2 separate regions of the Mus musculus genome follow, and region 1 is linked to region 2. Evidence: chromatin contacts called from public promoter capture Hi-C data. All regions are on one chromosome and are shown on one strand. The core of a region is the stretch at or near the end of the contact, and the rest is flanking DNA. Distances in the headings are between cores, read along the strand shown.

What was found. Promoter capture Hi-C pulls out the DNA fragments that hold promoters and counts their contacts.
Region 1: a contact with region 2 is called in a promoter capture Hi-C map of stem cell-derived epiblast-like cells, with 2.6 times the contacts expected there. The contact joins the promoter of 4933427D06Rik here to the enhancer-like site in region 2. A contact is called at or near these places in 4 of 39 promoter capture datasets (the C10 cell line, cranial neural crest, pre-B cells and 1 more), 1 of 115 datasets of contacts at active chromatin or transcription factors (embryonic stem cells) and 2 of 9 other capture datasets (adipose tissue and liver).

What each region holds. Positions count from the first base shown.
Region 1 is chr6:89,094,795-89,097,494 of GRCm38.p6, reverse strand. It overlaps 4933427D06Rik (RIKEN cDNA 4933427D06 gene), which reads right to left and starts at 1,385. Exons shown (of 4, transcript NR_134978.1): 1 at 1,261-1,385.
Region 2 is chr6:88,905,527-88,908,226 of GRCm38.p6, reverse strand. Tpra1 (transmembrane protein, adipocyte asscociated 1) reads right to left here. Exons shown (of 12, transcript NM_011906.2): 2 at 2,149-2,278; 3 at 155-286; 4 at 1-43. The coding sequence starts at 270. Among named protein-coding and RNA genes, the nearest start is that of Tpra1, 4.6 kb to the right of the region's middle. Within about 2 kb of position 1,281, at least 73 of the 459 cell types and tissues checked have an H3K27ac peak or open chromatin away from gene starts, as enhancers often do. A contact at or near this core is called in adipose tissue and stem cell-derived epiblast-like cells, where this site is marked.

The DNA of each region.
Region 1 (2,700 bases), core at 136-2,635, 190 kb before region 2:
GTATTTAAGTTGGAAGACCTGTCTGGAAAATCAGTCTGCTGTCCCCAGGGAGTCATTTAGTTACTTACATTGGCATCGACTTGTGGATATGCATTCTGTACTGTGTTATAATCCAACACCTACCTGAAATACTTTGCTAATTATTATCATTATTAAACTCATTATTAGCAATCAGTAGTTAACTATCTGGCTGTTCCAAGACTCCAGCCCTCACTACTCAAGCTGTCAGTTAGAAGCTGGGTCCTTGTGTGCTCTATGGTGACAGTCAGTTCTCCAACCTCTGGTTCTTGTCCCATTTTCTCTCCAAAAATGGAGTGGGCTGACAGTGGTGGGAAAACAAGGAGAACTTCCAGCTAGAAGTGGATTAAAGACACACACCTCTACTCTGTGGTGGTGGTGATGGGGGCATCCCTTGAGTTCCTGACCAGCTTGATCTATATAGCGAGTTCTAGGCCAGTCAGGGAAACATGGAGATACCCTGTCTCAAAGAAAGGTTTTGTTTGTTTGTTTTGTTTTTGTTTTTCACTTTCCACAAAGGAGTAATGGCTCAAATAGGAAAAAAAAAAAAAAAAAAAAAATTGAACAAGACTACAGAAACTGAAGCTGGGCAATGGTGGCGCATGCCTTTAACCCCAGCACTTGAGAGGCCGAGGCTGAAGGATTTCTGAGTTCGAGGCCAGCCTGGTCTACAGAGTGAGTCCCAGGACAGCCAAGGCTACACAGAGAAACCCTGTCTCGAAAAACCAAAAAAAAAAAAAAAGAAAGAAAGAAAGAAAGAGAAAAAGACGAAAGAAAAAGAAACTAAGAAAGAAAGAGAAAAAGACGAAAGAAAAAGAAACAAAAAAGAAAGAAAGAAAGAGAGAGAGAGAGAAAGAAAAAGACGAAAGAAAAAGAAACTCTGAGCCGCTCGATGAAGGTGGATATCAACCAAGAGATGTGACTCGTGCTAGTCTCTGTACTTTCTTCGGCCATCAGGGAGTTAGTTAAGGGATCAAAGGGTCTCAGGATGCTGACCTAGGGCATTCCCCTCAGAGCAAGTCTACAGAAAGCTCGGAGAGTGGCAGGTTTCCCCTCATTGGCAGATCCCTAAGGCTTGAGTTCCCTTGAGTAAGTTCCCTAGAGTGAGTCCCCTTGGGTTTAAATAAGGAGTGGGTCTCTGACGCTGTGGAGACAAGGAAAAATTAACAATTACGAGAAAAAAAAAACAAACCAAACAAACAAACAAAAAAGCAGCCCTCAAGGCAAGAAGGAATTCCCTACCTGGGAAGAGGAGGAGGAGGAGCAGCGGCAGCTCAGCTAGAGAGAACTTGTGCCTGAGTGAGCTTCCGGTGAGTCTGCCCTAGCGAAAGGGAAGTCCTCCGTGCAAGGAGAGCGGGATTCCAACTGGACTGAGGAGAACGGTGTATGCCTTGTTAAATAGCGCCCATTGACTGTGATTGGCTACGCGTGCGCACATACAAATGAGGCATAAAATGGGACCAATCAGGAATGGGCTGAGAAAGCCCACCGAAACCTGAGACTGTCCTCAATTAGGTCCACCATTTTCTCCCTTTCCCCCACCTCAATGTTGCCGCGGAGTTGGGGAAAGTGGAAGGACAAAGTCCAGGAGTCCTTTCAACGCAGAGGGTCTTCTCATGGGTTCGGGTTCTGATTTGCCAACGGAATTCGAAGCAGCCTGGTGGGCACCTGGAGCCCGACCTTGTTTCTGTCAGAGCCTGCTTTCTAGGCTGACTAGAGCCCTGGAGTCATGGCTGTGGGCTCTCAAGCAGCCTGCTGCCTTCGGGGGTTCTTGGTTGGGTTCCATCAGCCAGCGATTTGTACTTCATACCTCTTGTAGTAGGCAACTGGTTGTCAGAATGGTGGTAGGTCTGCTTGCTGGGGCCGTGAAATCAGAGGGGTATAGTGGGAAGCTAGAGGTTGGTATTCACTATGCAAGAGTCTGACTGCCTTCACACCCGGGGTTCTCAGCCCTGCTGCTCGGATCTCAGATGGCTCCTGGGAGTCCTGCTACTGCTGCTGTCACCTGCTAGGGTTGACATGGAGGCCATTACTACCCCTATCACTACGGCCCACGGGACTTTATATTTTGTTTGGTTCCAGCCCTCCGTTGCCACCCCACCCCCACCCCATCCTCCCTGGGTGTTTGCGTTTTTTTCTAGAATTGGACACACATTCTCCTCGCCCTGCTGAGTTTGACATTTTGACCGTATACCACTGGACCATCATGGAACCGGGAAAGTCCCGCCCTGGTGCCGGTTCACAGTGTGACGTTTGTGGGTTTCAGTGTATTCCATCTAAGAGATTTTTACCCACTCCAAAGCTAAGAAGAGTAACCTAAGGTGCTGGTGTGTGCCCAGAGGCACAGTTCTTGTGAGGCTGAACGGGAAAGAACACAAATTGAAAACTGCACAGCAAGATTCCCGTCTCAAAGTGAACAAGCAAACAAAGGGTTTCTAGAAGTTTTTACCTTTAGTTCAGTGATCAGTTTTTGACATTAAAAAAAAAAAGAAAGAAAACCCAAACAGACTTCTAGTTTATTCTAACATCGTTTGTTGAAATCACTGCTGTTTCTTTTCATGAAATTGTTTTAAATTTTAGATGAAAAATTAAGTTCAGTTTTCAAAATAAATCCATAAATGGCATGCCACTCTACAGTGGTGGGCTGGACCTTGGATTAGTCACTTTGCTGATGCTGTAATA
Region 2 (2,700 bases), core at 32-2,531:
GAGCACATTGGGAATGAGCAGCAGGAGGTCCCAGTACCGGACCCTGCAGGGGGCACAGATGCTGGCTCACTGGGGAGGTAGGGACACATTCCCTGGCCCATAGCACCCTGAGAGCCCACCCACAGCCCTCCCTCAGTGGGGCCAGGAACCCTACCTGGAGGAGCCAATATCCTCATATAGCAGCAGCAGGCACTGGTGGGGCTCACTGATATTGGATGCTGTGGGCGGTGGCCACGCTGTGCTTCCATTGGCCTCCTGCAGGCTGGCCATTCCACCGGCAGTGGCCCTGAAGACAAGCCCATGTGGTTAGGGCACAGGGCCCTGGCCCTCCTCCCTCCGTCTAAGGCTACCAGGGAAGACCAAAATGGCAGCGCAGAGTGCAGGCTGTACTAGGACTCACTGAGCGGGAGGCTGGGAGAAGGGGGTTCTTAGCTCCACACAGGGCCTGCTCTCTCCTCTCAGGCTCTGCCTTAAGCCTTTGCCCCTGACAGATACACAAGCCACCTCCAGTTACTGAGCATCATGTGCCAGAGAGCAATGATAGGCACCATCCAAATTGTTCTTCCAGAGATGAAGGAGTTCAGAGCATGGTCCCCAGCCTGCTTCTGCCACTTGGCCTCCTGGTGCTTCAGTGTCCCCTCTGAAATGGCACTGAGACTAAAAAGTGAGGCCATGGTGATGGAGAATGCCTCAGCAGGACTCTATTGGGAAGGCTAAGTGATATGCTCCCAATTCCACCTTGCAAACCCCACCCACCATCTGATCTGAGGTCACACACCCGCTGAGGTCCTCAAAGGAGCCCAGAACCCTCTCTGCTGCACTGGAAAAGCAGCTGCAGGTGGAGGGGACACCTGAAGCACACAGAGGTCTCTAGGCACAAAGAGGGCCAAAGAGGTCATCTGAGAAGGTCAGGCTCCCCAGAGAAGCTGGAGGCCAGAGTAGCCCAGAGGCCAGTGTCTTTGTGGCAATTTGGGGAGGAAAGTCTGACATTCAGCCTAGAGGATGAGAGAGCTCATGATCTGGGGTCCCAGAAATGTCTTGGAGGGAGAAGACTAATGGTGGCCAGAAAACCCTAGACGAGGAACCTTGGTGAGAGGACTGTGTAGGGATGGTAGTGGGGCCTCCTGCAGGACAAGCTGAGCCTCGGGACTCATAGGTAACTGTATTCTGATCAGTGATCAGAAGGTAATCGCCTCTATCCAAAACAGCCAGCAGCTGGGCAAAGGTAGTGCACGGGTGAAGCAGTGTCAGCCGTTGACCACAAGATGGCAGTAGAAAGAAGGAGCCTGAACTGCGGCAAAATGAATGGGCCTCCCAAATGGGATGTGGGTGGATCCAGACTCAACAGAGCCATACACGTGACCACTACAGAACCAGGCCGGGATTGACTCTGTAGACCCGGTGGCACACTTCGTCCCAGACACTCCTTTCTCCAGACGTGGGTGCACGAGCTTGTATACTGCCAGGAACACTTAAATCTTTTCAGAGGAAAAGGTCGTGGCTTAGGGACCTACCTGTCTGTGGCAGGAGTGGCAAAGAGCTTGGTGCCCCCTGTTCAGTGTCAGCGGTAACTCAAAAGGAGCATTGTGGTCCACTAACTCTAAGCAGTAGCAGGAAAAGGCAGGGCTTGGGGGGCACTCGGGGACATCCTGGATTTGGCAGGGTCATTACACTCTAGTGCTGTCTCTGCTGAAAGGGACAGGAAACCTCTGAGCAGGCAGCCAAGACCCTGTCCTCAGCCTTCTCTGATTTGTTACACCTCCAACTTTCTGATGGGGAGGGGCAAGGAGGGAAGTATGTCCCTGGTTCCTAGTAGGGCATTTCCACTTTTTCCCAGTCCTGACGATCGGCAAAGGTGAAGGGAGCAACCATCCTCCACCCACGCACCCTCTGCTTGCCCAGCGGATCTGACCATGTGGTTGGTATAACCAGCAACTCACTGGGCTGCTCAGGTGTGGGTGGGACAGGGCAAGCAAGGCCTACCCTCTTGCCGGCTCCCTCCCAAGGATGGGGGTGGGAGTGGGGAAACACAAACCTTTGTACTTAAAAAGCAAAGTTCTGCTAGGGATAAGGGCTGAGAAGACAGTGGAGTGGTTCACTATGACGGGAACAGAGCGCAGACAAGTCTCCAGGACCCACACGTCTTACCAGCAGAACCCGGGATTTCAGTCTGCTTTCTCCAGCTTCCCCTGAAGGAGGGACTGGCCACAAGGACACCAACAGAGTGCAACTCGCCAGCTTCAGGTCGTGCCCTTCTTCCTTCCTGTCAGCCGGAATACTGATGTGCCGATAGGAACAAGAGCAGCCATGTTAGACCATGAGATAGAAGTAGGTCTCTCCATGAATGCCCAAGGCTGCTTCCACAGCCAAACGAAACAGTGCAGTCCTCTATCTAGTTACCATGGCCTTGTGTCCCAGTTAAGGCTGAATTCCAGGGAACATAGGAAGGTTGATTTGGGTTGGTGTTCTGTCAAGAGGACGCATGACTGGGGAGTCAGCCTTGGAAAACTCTGGATAAAGAACATTCCTCAGAGAGAATGGCAAATACAAAAGTTCTGAGGTAGAAACAGACTTGGCCAAAGACAAAAAAGACTAGGCCAGGGCGGCTGGAAAGAGAAAACAGTTGGTAAGACTGGGTCAGATGGGGTGGCACACCTATAACATGATTTCATTCTCGGTACTGAAAAGGCTCTTTCCAAA